2 separate regions of the Sus scrofa genome follow, and region 2 is linked to region 1. A link is a contact called in public HiChIP or PLAC-seq data. All regions are on one chromosome and are shown on one strand. The core of a region is the stretch at or near the end of the contact, and the rest is flanking DNA. Distances in the headings are between cores, read along the strand shown.

What was found. HiChIP or PLAC-seq counts read pairs in DNA pulled down with a chosen protein or histone mark.
Region 2: an H3K27ac HiChIP or PLAC-seq map of skeletal muscle shows a contact between it and region 1. The contact joins two enhancer-like sites. A contact is called at or near these places in 1 of 47 Hi-C or Micro-C datasets (epiblast stem cells) and 1 of 2 datasets of contacts at active chromatin or transcription factors (skeletal muscle).

The regions. Positions count from the first base shown.
Region 1 is chr1:44,575,443-44,582,901 of Sscrofa11.1, reverse strand. No RefSeq gene overlaps it. Among named protein-coding and RNA genes, the nearest start is that of VGLL2, 22 kb to the right of the region's middle. Within about 2 kb of position 4,006, at least 3 of the 83 cell types and tissues checked have an H3K27ac peak or open chromatin away from gene starts, as enhancers often do. A contact at or near this core is called in skeletal muscle, where this site is marked.
Region 2 is chr1:44,709,504-44,716,962 of Sscrofa11.1, reverse strand. No RefSeq gene overlaps it. Among named protein-coding and RNA genes, the nearest start is that of RFX6, 110 kb to the left of the region's middle. Within about 2 kb of position 4,907, at least 2 of the 83 cell types and tissues checked have an H3K27ac peak or open chromatin away from gene starts, as enhancers often do. A contact at or near this core is called in skeletal muscle, where this site is marked.

The sequences.
Region 1 (7,459 bases), core at 2,757-5,256:
ACATGGAATCAAAGCCTACAAAGATTTACTAATTTGCATGTTTGTTAAAAAGTAATTCCTAGGAGTTCCCGTCATGGCACAGCGGAAATGAATCTGACTAGGAACTATGAGGTTGCAGGTTCAATCCCTGTTCTCACTCAGTGGGTTAAGGATCTGGTTTTACCATGAGCAGTGGTGTAGGTCGCAGAAGTGGCTCAGATCCTGTGTTGCTGTGGCTGTGGCCAGCAGCTACATCTCTGATTAAACCCCTAGCCTGGGAACCTCCACATGTAGTGAGTATAAAAAGACAAAAAGACAAAAAATAAAATAAAATAAAATAAAATAATTTATATAAGTAGTATATGAGAAGTCCACACTGTACAGAGTGATATTAAATGAAAAATAAAAGACTTCTTCATCCTCCTCCTCTATTCTCCAGACCTACTCCCTAAAACTGATAGTTAAACCTCTCTTTTTCCTCCTCCTCCCCACTGCTCTCCTTCTCCTGTTTCTCCTCCTCCTCCTTATTATTTTGATGATTGCCAGTATACTTTTCAATAGAGAAGATTTTGGACCAGTAGTTTATCATGGAAAAAAATCAATTAACATCAGAAATTATAATAAGTAAGACATATAGATCATTGATGCATGCCTAAGATATTTTCTCTTCTTAAAGACAAGCTGCCCATTTGAACAGCACATGGTCTGTCATGCATCAACCACAGCTGGTACACCTGGCGTAGGATTTCTAGCCATCATTTCTTTAATGTGCAGCGAGGAGTTAAAGCCATGTACAAAGCAACCGTGTGTAATCAATCTAGATTGCTTTTCATTTTCTTCCAATCTTTCTTTGAACATTGCCTTCCCATACCAAATTCAATGACAATATTTTTTGTAACTTGCCTTTAACAAAGCATTTACCAAAGAACTTTGTAAAACCAAAGTGACATTTTCACAGTGACTTTTCATATAAAACATCTCTTATCTCACACATATTTTACTAGCTTATTTCTAATTTAATGGCTAGTAATGACTATGTGTACTTCCTAACATGTATTTACATAATAATTGTATTAGCTTGCTAGGGCTGTCATAACAAAATAACACAGACTGGGTGGTTTAAACAACAGAAATGTCTCACAGTTCTGGAGGCTAGAAGTCCAAGATCAAGGTGTCATTAGGCTTGGTTTCTGGGGGAATTCTCTTCCTGGCTTGTAGACACCTGCCTTCTCCCTGGGCCCTTACAGGGCCTCTTTTCTGTGTGCCTGAAAAGATCTCTGCAGGGTTTTTCGTGCTTCCACCTCTTCTCACAAGGACACTAGTCCTATTGGCTTACGGCCCCATCTCTATGACCTCATTTAATCTTAATTATCTTCCTAAAGGTCCTACCTCCAAATATAGTCACATCAGGGGTTGGGGCTTCAACATATGAATTTGGGGGGGGGGGTACATGATTCTGTGCATAACAATAATATGTGTATTTCACACATAGGTATGGAATTTTTCTTGTCTAATTTGGTCGTAAACAAGTGTGGAGCAACACAATGGACTCTTGGGTGAGTTTACAAACCAACTGGCAGGCACTGCAGGCAGGAATGATTAGAGTGGTCTGTTTGCCACTAGTCCCTATGTTAAAGAAGAAAAGGGGAACATTGTTCAGCTAAGCTAAATGAGATCACTTAAGGGAACATCTGCAGTATTATGCTCTTTTTTTTTCCAATGTGTCAATTTTTAGAAGTTCCTAGTGACTCTACGTACATTATTTCTCACTTCTTCTCCTCTCTCCTTTTGATAGAGATGGAGTAGGCACAGGTAGTTGTAGAAGTCCCAATCAGGGACCATAGTTAGAGAGGGAAACCTAGGGGACATTGGGAGATCACTGTAAGTTAATAATTGCTCAAGAAAGCCATCAGAATAAGGCAGGCTTGCTTGACTAGTGGAGGCACGAGCTATGCCTCATGTCATTGGGTGAGGGATGGAGCAAGGCTTGAATTCAGGTTCAGATCCAGGGTAGGAGGTTGAGGACCACCTTCCTGCTGATTTGAATACACAACTTACTGGATACTAAGGAGGAGTTACTACTCTGAAGAAAGAGGAAGAGATGGTCTTTTCTGACGCCAGCTCCCCCTGGATGATAAAACTGTAGGCCACCAGATCCTCAGGGCAGGGCCTCCTTGCCTGCCCACTTACATCTCTCACAAGCGTCCTATCTTAATAAATCTACTTCTTACCTATCACTTTGTCTCTCACTGACTTCCTTCTGTGCGGAGGCATGAAGAACATGAACCTCAGTGAGTCCAGACACCAGGTGAGTGATTCTAATTTAAAACCGTGGGTTCGAATCCCAATCTGGGTTTTGCCTGGGTTCAGACCATTAGTGCTGTCAGTTTCATTTTCACTAATAACATTATTTTAATTCTTCTATTATTTACCTTTTTAACCTAACACCTGAAAATCTCTTTCTTGTTTCATTAATTGTGGAGAGTATACTTTAACTATACCCTGTCAAGTGAGGAAATTAGTACCTTGAATATCCTCCACATCTCCCCCCATCTCTATGTTCCAAATTCTGAAAACTATATCATTTTTAAATTGTCTGGGTTTATATTTGCTTTCCAATCTGTAACTATACTTAACTCAAAAGCGTTTTGTTTATAGATTCAAAAAATTAAAAAAAAAAATAAGCCGTAAGCTTCTGTAAGTATTCACAGCAAAAACAAGAGTATGATTGGACCCTTGGACAATGAAATGGCAATTCTATATTCTAAATCTGTGTTGCTTAAAAGAGAACAATACAAGCATTACAGGCAAAAGAATTCTCATTTTTTACATTCACCCAATACAGCAGAGGAAAATAAATGATATTAGTCTGATTCATATTCTGCCTTGATAAAGTCTTTTTATCTCTAAAACTTCTACGAGCTTCCCTTTATTTGCAATGTTCTAAAATTGAACATTGGTGTGTTCAAAGGTAAATCTTTGTTCCATCCATCTAGCTGAATATTCAATGGAATGTTTTCAATCTGAAGATTTGTGTCCTTTAAGTCTGGTAATTTTTTTCTATTTTTTGTTATTCTTTTTTTCTCTGTTCCCTTCCTCAAAATTCCTTCTGGAAGAACATTATTTTTTTTTCTCACATTTCATCTAGCTGTTCTAAATTCTGGGAGATTTTCTTGACATTATTCTACCAGCCTTTCTTTTAATTCTTTCCACTTCAGGAATTTTATATTTTAACTTTTAAAAACTCTTTCCTTGGTCACTCACTGCAGATCTGTATACAGGAAGTTTATTGAGCAGTGTTTGCTAGATCAATAGCTGTTAAGGAAAGAGAAGGGAAGGGAAGGAGGTGAGGTAGAGCAGAGAGTACTGTGATGCATTCATGAAAAGACCTTACTCTGCAAAGGCTTAAGGTATTATACAACCCACTGACAAGTCATTGACTTTGGGCTGTCCCAGGAAAGGGGTATTGTGAATTTGAATAGTGGTGCTAGCTGAGGTCCCATAGGCAGGAAAAACTTATACCCAGAATATGAGTTTGTTCCAGGCAAGACGGATACCAGAGAGGTTACTGCTAGAAAGAAAAAATTAAATGTTTTCTTTCTATGCTATTTTTTAAAACAGTTGCTTTATATTTATAATCCATTGAAGTATAAACTAATTCTGTACTATTTTTGCCAGTCAGGTTTACTTTGTAATAATTTGTTTCATATCCAACTCTTCAACACTAAGGATATATTTATGTAGCCCTACGAGCTATGTCACTTTTCCCAAAATAACACACTCGGCCCTAAACCATGCAATCCGACAATAAGGAATTTATTATCAACGACAAACTGTAAACAGACAGTATTTCTGACTCCTAAAAGTATTTGACCTATCAAAGGAGCACTGGACCAAAGGTCTACTGTCATAGTCATACATCCTATCATAACGTCGCTGAGTTTTTCTTACAAGCCTGGTAAAGATCCCATTTATCAGTCAGCAGTCAGTCTATCCTGCCCAAGGGCAGGTCCTCCACTCTTTCTATTGGCCAGAGAGAGAGTGAAGGAAGGCAGCAACTGCTGCCTCAGTCAGTCCCAGGCTCCACCTTCACTCTACAGCGATCACTGACTGAAATGCATCAGAGACCACTCAGCTGTTCGTTAAGGAGCCCACAGAGAGGGGTATTCGTGCACTTACACATGAACTGAATCTAGGAGGTCCGATTCATAGAAAAAAACAATGTATACCCCTATCCCCTTTGCCCTTTACAAACACAGAGCTTAAACTAAGGACTAGCAATGCAGGCATATCGGGGGTTGTGTGTGCAAATTGGCAATTAATGGGCCAACCTTAGTTCCTGAAAGAAAACTACGCAAAATGAAAAGGGCTTGAACAAGCATCCTGGAGCCTAGTTCTGGATCAGCGCTAATCTACAGATAGTGTTTCACTAACTGGGGTCTGCAGCACTTGCCAGGTGTGTCTTAGGAATGTCACTGTCACTAAATCTGGAAACAGAGTAAGGTGATAAGGAGGAAGTGAGACAAGAAAGGGGCAACATCCAATGGATGTTAGGACCTCTCAGGGACCCTGGAATTGAGAGATAAGTGAATTTTATCCAGCTGCTTCTTCTGAGAGTGCAGGTTTGGGGAGTTTTGCAGTGATGCTACCTAGATATTAGCATTCTATGCATAGGGCTAGGAAGCAATTGCTTTCTGAGAACACCAATATTCCCAGATTTGGACCAATACTGACCCTGGGACTCTTCCACTGAACAGCTGACTGGCCTCTACTGAGTATCAATAATCTCCAGAGGCTGAGCGATGAGGCTGGTCTGACAGCTGCATCTGCTGCTTGTCCATCATCTCTTCTGGCCAATAGAAACAAGGCATGGTCCCCATGGCCTGGGAAGTTCCCTTGCTCTCCCTCTCCACTGGCTATGCCAAATGAAGAAGTCATTACTACTCAGGGCTGGAAAAGAAACCATGGATGTCTGGAGGGAATAAAAGAATGAGAGAACAGGATACAGGCAGCCAGTTGGTCACCAGGGCACATTACAGCCTCTGGGCACTCTTTCCAGATGCCTTGCATTTTTCAGTATACAGCCACTTTTGCCATCCCTTCACTGGGGGAGTTGAAGGTTTCAACATCCCTGCATAATTCAGTCTTTAGGAGAGAGATAGCAATGTCTTGAGCAAGAGAAATTAATGCAGCAGCCCAAAAAGAGATTCAAAGTTTTCTCATTGTTTCGAGATTAATTCAGGAAGTGCCATGAGGAGCCCTGGGTTCCTAGGAGCCATGAATGTCATTTAGAGAAAGTGAGAAAGAAAAAATGAGACATGTAATCATTCCATGTTTCTTCAGACACTCTCAGTGGGATCCTAATTCTCTCTGTCCTCAGGGTATAGTGTTTTTCATGGTTGCCCTTCATCACTGTTCTCATGCCCTGTCTCTCAAAAGCCTTATAGTTGTTAATAGTGATAATAATACTAATAATAGCTTCCTTCTGAACCATGCACTGTGTTTACAAAGATTGTTCACATCCGTGATTCCATCTGAAACCCAAGGAAAGAAAGACATGTAGTATCATGCCCATTTTAGAGAAATGCCATAAAGGTCAAAAAGGTCTGAGCAGCCCCAGACAGAAAAGCTGATAAGAGGCCAAGGTGGAACTTGACCTCACATGCTATGTTTCCAAGTCCAGGTTTCTTTCCACACTCATGGCTCACATTACATCAGCCTTGTCCACAACTCAAGTAACACCAGACAGCTGTGATCCAGAAGGAGGGGCAAGGTGAAATACATAATAGCACCTGGGAAGTTCATCTGGAGTATGTTTCCTCCATGATGTCATTTCCCTGAAGGAAATTTCATCCATGCCACCAGTGTGTATATATGTGCATAATAAAATTATAATCTTTCCACTTACCAGATCAATGACTGCTGAAATGGAGTCATTGAGTAATCTTAGTTCTTTTATGAACTCCTTTATCCTCTTTCATTTGGGATTCAGTGCCATTTTCTCAAATCCTTGGGGAGTGAAAAGGGAACAACGTAATTGACAAAGTCAGTGACTGATTTCTACTGAGATCTGAAAGGTAGAATTCTGTGTGTGTGTGCGGGGGGTGGGGGTAGTGTTTTAAAAAGCAATGTGACTCACTTTTTTTAATCTATAGAAAACAATTCTTAACATTTAAGAGTGGAATTTATACAGGAAAACCATTTAGATATGGCAGTGCATACACAGAGCAGAAAGCTAGCTGACCTCAAACTACTGACAACTTTCAATAAATGACATTTTGTTTTTCCTTCTTCAGGATCTATGCTTTTAAATGTCCCTTTCTTTGCCTTTTTCACTTTTCATAAAAATGGAACATATGACAATAAAAGATTTTTCCTTACCTCCTCAAAAAATAATATTGGAAAAAAAGGACTCCATTGCTGGCTTAAACCAAATAAAGTAAAACAGCATGACCAACCAGTATCTCAATATTTTGAGGACAATCTTTTTGCTGTTTTGATTTTCCACACCAGTTAAGAGATCTGGACTAGACACTGAAACTTAGAAAGGCTTTCACAGTAACCCTTAGGAAACTTTAATTCACAAATCCTACAGTGCATGACACTCAACAAAAACCATCCACAAAGCACATTAGTCAAGAAAAAAGAATAACAATTCTTGATATTTTTCTGGTCAGAAAGATTAGGGATATGGGATAAGATCACTGTGAATTATAAAAATAGAAATTCTACAAAGATCCTAATTATTCTCTCCTCTAGAAGAACAACAAAAGCCTCTATCTTTTCCAAACTTGATCCCCAGGACAGACTTGTCTTCCACCCTCAAGCACATTTTCTTCTCAAGTTGTAGGAACTGAAACAAAAAAAGAGGAAAGAGTAGGGGAGGAAAGTAGAGAAAAATTAAAAGCCATAACCTGAAGCCAGCACAAATGCACCAGAAAATGTACTGAACCAACTGCATCATTTACTTCTTATTAAGGAACAATCAGGAAGCTAAAATACTAAGGTGTTTCTCAAAGTACAAAGACTGTCTTTATGTTTGATTCTCAAATAAGCTCAAGTGGGAGTTCTAGAATATCATCCAATCTGTCCATACTAAAAAAAAGAAAGAAAGAAAAAGAAAAGAATTCGAGCAGTCAATGTGCCTTTCAGACAAATCACAGTGGGACTGTAATATTTAAAAAGTAATTCACAATCCCAACTTCTATGGTATATACAGCAGTGGTTCTCAAACTTTATCATGCATCAAAATGACTTAGAGGATTTATGAAAACAGACTATTGGGCCCTGCCTCCCAGGGCTCTGGTTCAGTAGATCTGGGGTAGAGCCTGAGAATCTGTATTTCCAATAAATTTCCAGATGATATTGGTGCTGCTGTCCTGGGGACTACTCTTTTAAGAATCACTGCTATAGAATATTTAATAGAAAGGATTTCAAATTTTGATGCTAGGATAACCAAACTTTTTTACAGCAATATTTA
Region 2 (7,459 bases), core at 3,658-6,157, 130 kb before region 1:
CTAAATAGCTAAAACTATTTTTAAAAAAAGCTCCTCTTAGAAGAAAACATAAGTGTAAATGATGTTGGATTTATCTTGGATTAGACAACAATTTCTTAGATATGACCAATTGCATAAGTGACAAAAGAGAAAAAATAAACTTAAATGAAACTACATTAAAAATTTATGTGCTTCAAATGACAGTATTGAAAAAGTCTTTATACAAACTACAGAACAGGAGAAAACATTTGCAAATTATATATCTGATAAGGGACAGTATCCAGAATATGTCAAAAACTCTTACAATCTGAGAATAAAAATACAACTCAATTTTTAAATGTGCAAAGAAGTCAAATAGACAGTTCTGCAAATAAGATATACAAGTGGCAAATATGCACATGAAAAGCTCCATCAACATCATTAGTCATTAGGGAAATGCAACTCGAAACCACAAGCACCATTTCACACACATTAGGATGGCTATAATCAGTGAAATGAACAGTAACAAATATTGGTGAGGACAAAGAGAAATCAGAAGCCTCGTATATTCCAGGTGAGGGAGTGAAATGATGCAGCCTTTAAGCCTAGTAAGGCAGATTTAGAGCAGCCTTTTAGACTCAAGCTTAAGCTTTTCTGCATTACTGAGGAAACAGCCTTCAGAGTAGTCTACCCCAAGTCACATGTATTACCAGGCTTTACACTTAGGCTGTTGGGACATGTGCTATCCCTAGGGAGAATTCCTAGGATTGCTCTACCTGCTCCTTGTAGGTCATTTCCTCCAGTTTCAGATAGTTTCCTTGCATGCATGTCATCACTATTCAGGTATAGATGAGGAGGGGGCACTCTCCATATCTCCCTAGTTCTCTCCAGTACCCCCTAAACTCTCAACCCTTCTCTTCAAACATGGAAAACTACCAGGGTCTTCATGGACTCTCCTTCCCCACAAAGCAGCTTGATGATTCTCCAGGCATTAATTAAGCAGGGGCATGGAGGGCTCCTCTGATTTGATTTTCGTATCTCAAGAATTGTTGCCCCCATGCTATCTGGTGTCCAAAGCCTGAAAGCAAATATTTCATATTGTTTGTCTGCTTTCCGGTTGTTTAAGGTGAGAAGGTAAATCCTGTCCTTTCTAGTTGTTTAAGGTGAGAAGGTAAATCCTGTCCAAGAAGGTAAATCTTGGCCCAAAGTGGAAGTCAGATCATGTATTTTTTATATTCCCAAATCAATGAAATGAGCCCATTCCAGACTGAGTATAGAAAATTATCACCCTAAATTGGCCCCTCAACTATTTTTGGGAGTTTCTCAGGTGATTCCTTCCACCTGCTCCAGGACACATTTCTTAGGTATTTATTCATTGAGTCATACAAGAGATGTTTCATATAAGAGATGCTTATTGAGAACTTATAATATTTTAGGTCCTGTTGTAGGTGCTGGGAATACAATGAAAGACAAGGAAGAACAATGCTCCTGTTTTAGCAGTTTACATTTTGTTGGAGGGCAGCCACTATTGAACAGGTACATTTCAGAAAGTAACAAGGACCATGTAGAAAATAAATTAGATGCTGTACTAGAAAGTGACTGGGTGGAAGGATGCTAATTTACGTTAGGAGTCACTGAGGAGGTAATGCTTGATCTGAGACCTAACTGACAAGAAAGTATCTTCAATAAAAAGTTCTGGGGCAAGAGAATGCCAAGAAGAGCAATTAGCAAATAGAAAGGGATTAAAATGGGAATGAGAAATGTGCACTTGAGGAATAGAAAGAAAAACAGCATGGCTGAAATATACAGTGATAAAGAAAGGCATGGACTAACTTTTAGTCTCAGCACAAAGATGAAATGGATGGGACCCAGCTACTGCTTATTCCTACCAACACCCTCGTCCCCTGAAGACCCAGCCAAGTCTATTCAAATGTCTACTCCTACCCCCAGAAAATGTTAGTTACTATCAACCAATCATAGTAATCCTATTTACCCTGCTAGTGACTGGTTTAGGAAAGGGTAAGTGATGTAGACTTAGACAATGAGAACTGAGAGGTAGTTTTCTTTGAGAGGTTCCCTTATTTGTGAAAGAGACTCACAGAAGGAGTTAGCTCTTTTGATAATATTAGACTAGTGGTTCCCATCTGGGAGCAATTTGTTACCCCAAGGCACATTCAGCAATATCTTCATGCTACTGGTATCCAGGGAATACAGGCCAGGGATATGACGATACAGCCTACAATGCATAGGACAGTCCCCGCAGCAAAGAATTATCCAGCCTCAAATGTCAGTATGACCAAGGTTGAGAGATCCTGCAATAGACACTGTTGGTTCTAAACAAGATGACCGTGTCTGCTGTGGCCATCCTGTTAACTGGGAGAGCTAGCTGATGAAAAAGTGAAAAAAAAATGGAAAGACCTTAGGGATGCAATGATATGTCTGAGCTGCTATATCAATTGACTAGTTACTTATAACCACTTTACCTTAGAACTTCTTGTTATATGAGCTACAATACTTATCTATGGTTTAGGTTATTTTGAGCTAAGCAGTTGCATCTGAGAGTCTCGAGTCCAGAGGAGAGATGACATATATTCAAGACTCATCAACAGATAAGTGAAATTTGAAACTATGGGACCAGAAGAGAGCACTGGTAATGACCCAGCACCAGGGAATGCCAACACTTTTATAAGCTAAGTTGAATCAGCAAAGAAGGAGCAATTAGAAAGAGTTAATACTAAAATTATTTAATATTTTTACAGTGTTCACCATATGCCAGGCACTTTTCCAAATGCTTTATAAATAAATATTACTTTATTTAGTCCTTATAACAACCTAATTAGGCAGATGCTATTAGCATCTCATTTTGCACATATAAGGGATGCAAGTTATAGCTAAGTTAAAACTAATTTTTTCAGGGTCATTGTAAGTGTATAAACTGAGATTCAGACCCAGGCAGTTTGGCATCAAAGTCTAAATTGCCTTGTCATACAAAATCTCTAGAACCATAAGCATATGTTTTCATCCAAGTTGAGAAGAAAAGGTTTGAGAAAAAGAGAGAGAAGTCAGCTGTGTTGAATTCTGTTAATAAACCAAATAAGATGAGGATAGGGAAGTGTCAAATGGATTTGACAGAATGGACAATATTGGTGATTCTGACATGAGCAGTTCCTGTTCCTCAGATGGGAAAATAATCTTATTGTAAGGATGGAGGAGTGAACAGGAGTTGAAAATTCAAAATTTAAAATCAGGAATTTTATTCCTGATAAAATATGTGTGTGTGTAGGAACTAAAATTCTAGACTTTAAGTAATTAAGGTCCCCCAAAAAGGTATATTGACAATTATAGTCAAATTAGTCAGATACCCACTAGGATATTTAAATTGTAATTTGGAATAATTACAGAACTAGCATGTGATTCGTTCTGCTACCCAGCAAACCTTATCAATCACTTTTTCATTTGATTCCTTTCGAGTAACTTTTTTTCTTTTACCTTCTCATTTTTTTGCATGCTTTGAAAGAAAGAAACATGCCCCTGGCAGGAACACAGTCATGTCTGTCAAATACAGCTGTGACTATCGCTGAGGCATTGGGTTCCACAAGAACGTGCCTCTTAACCTGTAATGAGCAGCAGGTTACTGTAATTGTGTGTGTGAATTTCTGGGATAGACATTACAGGCGTTTCTCTCACTGGTGATAAATATCTAGGAAATCTCACTGCAATGTTGGCATAGTAAATCTTAAATCCGATTATATCCTCAAGTCAAATTATGATGTATTACACAGGTGTTATAAGCAAATTAGAGAGTTTGGTTTGCATCTATTACTTTTATACTTATAGTATCAACATATTCTTTAGACAATTAGCTGATGCGCTAACATTCTTCTATATCTCTATTAGTAATGTGGCTTGTGGCTCCAAGTTCTTAAGCTGGACTTTAAGCATGATTGGTACAAAACTCTACATTCAGTAATAATAAAATCTTTTTTAGGGTTTAAAAACAATGGTCTGAATGAAGATACATGGAAGATAAATATAACAAGCATGTTATCTATGATTACTATCCATCTGAATAATATTTTAGCTATGGATGTCAGTCATGATTCCATAGATATGGCATTACAATATGATAATTGTGCATTAAATCCTGTCTTCACAAAGGTAGAATTATTACATTTTTTACATCAATAAAATGTCATTATTATTAAAATGCAAGCTTTTCACTTTTTGTTGTTGTTGTACTATATTTTTGTTTTAACAATCACGGGGGTAAAGAATGCCAGGCTGCAGGTGGAGATCCCAGAGAGAATGTTTGCAACTAACTAGTGGCACTGACTTTAACTATTTATTTAACTATTTATTTAACCCTTCTGAGTCTCAATTTCCTCATCTACAAAGTAGGAATAATAACATCTACTTTGCATGCAGTAAGTGTTCAGTAAATGTTTTCTAAGCTTGACTTCAGTGGCCTGGTAGCCTCGTTTTTTATTCAGAAATCAGCACAAGATCAGTATCACGATCTCCACCATCCTGGTGGAATATGACAGTGGGAATGATTCTGGTCTAGAAATCTTTAAGCCCACAGAAGACACTTATGCATTTAGACATATCTAGGCCTAAATTAAAGAGGACAAATTAGATGACTTATGAGATCTATTCCTTTTCCCGACAGAAATAAAAAGATAAATATCTATGTCTTGCCTAAATAAACATTAATCCAAGTATGACGCATATTGGGATAAAACCGTAGGACTTGCCTGACCATTGAGTTCTAATGTCACTCACATCAGTCAACATGGCATGATCCTTTGGCTTTGAATTTTGGCACTAATGGTGATCTTTTAAAAAACCCCATAAATTCATTTGAATGAGTATCCATGGCACAGATCAAGTTTTAACTGGTGGAGCCAAGTCATGCTCTTTCCCTCTGCTTTTCCTTGGCTTCTTCTCTGATGTTCCTGCTGCTCTTCTCACAAAGGACAATGATTTGCTTGGCTTCTAGCCCATGTGGAGCAACAGGCTCAGTAAAGTCTAGATGAGGCTCATTTCTAACAAAACCAATACTTGAAAATGAAGCATTCAGGCCATCAGTCTCATTAGTGACAGAAAATAACTGTTCTGACTAATGTTTTAATTAAATTGACAGGTGTTTAAAGACCTGAATACAATACATGCTGTGGTTTAATAGGATATAAGCTTAAGAATCAGAAAGGCTGGTTCAGCTCCTTATAAACGCCTTAACCTTTCTGATCCTCAGGTTCTTTATGTATAAATGGGGTATAACCGTGCCCCTGCCAGAATGTTTTCATGAGAATTACAATGAGGTAGCATCTGTAAAGTGCTGAGGGTTTTTTTTTTAAAAAAAGAAACTAAAATAGTGTGAAAGAGAAGAGAATGAGAGAGGAGACTGAAGTAATAAACAAGTAAGAAAGGATAAACATGTAACAGTAGCAGTGGTGAGTGTTTATTGTTTGTTTTAATGCTCATCAGATTTGTTGGCTCTACTTCAGTCGAAAGAGTGATAGGATGGTCGAAAAAATGAGTGATAGAAGAACAGTGAGAAGAACAAACAACCAAGAAGGTTTTAGTTTTGAAAATGTTAAGATGCCCAGTAGAGGAGTTCCTGTCTTGGCTCAGTGGTAATGAACCTGACTAGTATCTATGAGGACACAGGTTTGATCCCTGGCCTCGCTCGGTGGGTTAAGGATCCAGCGTTGCTGTGAGCTACGGTGTAGGTCAGACACTACACTTGGCTCAGATCCTGCATTGTTGTGGCATAGGCTCCAGCTGCAACTCCGATTTGACCCCTAGCCTGGAAACTTCCATATGCTGCAAGTGTGGCCCTAAAAAAAAAAAAAAAAAAATGCCCAGTAGACATCCAAGTGGAGTTCAGGGAAGAGGTACAGGCTGGAAATACAATCATAGGAGTCACTAATATATAGATGCTATTTAAAGACTGAAGTCACCAAAGAAGTACGTGCAGAGAGAAAAGAGCAGAGGACCAAGAGTTAAGCATTAGACTGAGCCTTGGGAGCAACAATGTTCAGAGGTCAGACTGATGAGGATGTACTGGAAAAGGAGATAAACTAAGAGGAACATGTTTTCTGAACTCATATTTTCAATGTCTTCAAATGTCAACATGATGTTGCAGAGTACATAGGGATTGCCATAACTTCCTTCCATTCTAGAAAAGAAATATACCACGGTGTTATAAATTAAAGTTATCAAGAATAAATATAAGGATTTTCATAGTAGCCCAATTTCTGCTTCCTTTTGTAGAAAAGGTTTAGTTTATACTGAAGTTCAAAGGTACAAAGAATAAATCATTAACCTGTTTTCATATCTCAGTGTCTCATGTCCTTTCATTTACAGTGAAAGGTACATGAAGGCAAAAAGAAGTTCACCTCAGAGTTTGCCCTCCGCAGTTACACAAAAACATAACGGTTCTTTTATTGCGAAAGACAGGCTCTATTTCAACACTTTTCATTTTTGTAAAGACAGTCATTCAAAAAAAAATCATGTGCAAGGAATATTTTATGGAAGACAGTATTCTGGGGCAGGGTGTTCAGCTTTCTCTCATTTGATTCCCTTATTGGCAACGATTCATAACACAAATGCTTTTGTCCTTTTCTCCCTCTCCCTGCCACAATAGACCAAGTAATTAACCAAGTGAAGAGGCTGTCAATTAAACACTGATACTAATCTAGGCATAAAAGCTTCTTTAGGGAACATTGGTTTTGAACATATTTTCAGCATTATCAGCATTGATTTTATTCAATCCAATTCTCAGACAATTGAGTGCTCCAGATGTTTACATGCCATCCGGGCAACGCTTGCAACATGGATGACCCACACTGTAGAAGCAGCATTCACAAAGAATGTATGGAGGAGAAGCTCTCTATTGTGCCTCCAAGGCCTATTTTTCCAGGAATAGATGTTCCATCATTAATTAATGTCCCACATCTTTGATAATAAGATTGTCATGGACAATTAAGGAAATGATTACAAGTGTCCTTGGCAACTGGAATGCCCCACTGATTTTTAGCTTACTTTCCCTAAGTGTGACTTAAAGGTCATTTCTTTGAAGTGTGAAGACTTAAGCATGCCTTGCATTGGTGTCATTATGTACAAATGTTCTACAAAAAGAAGACCTCTTTCTAGCTTGGTATCTTCAACATGAATAAGAAGATATTTTAAAATAGTTAAAATTTTGAGCCATTGCTTTAGCAACTAACTAATATCTAACAGTAAATGATCTTCAGGAATTTCCAGGGTTTGTCATTACCTGTCTCATTGACTTGGTGGACTAATTCATATACTGTACACTGTAATTAGTTCCTGCTGAACAAATCCATTTGACTCTCACCAGCTATCAGTGATTTCCTCTTTTATCTTTCACTTTAGTCTGTTGGTGCGTCCATTCAAAGACAAAGCCTTACCCAAGCTTGTAAAAAAGCCCTTGGGTCTTCAAGAAAATCCTCCTCTTCCAAATTATTGTTAAAAA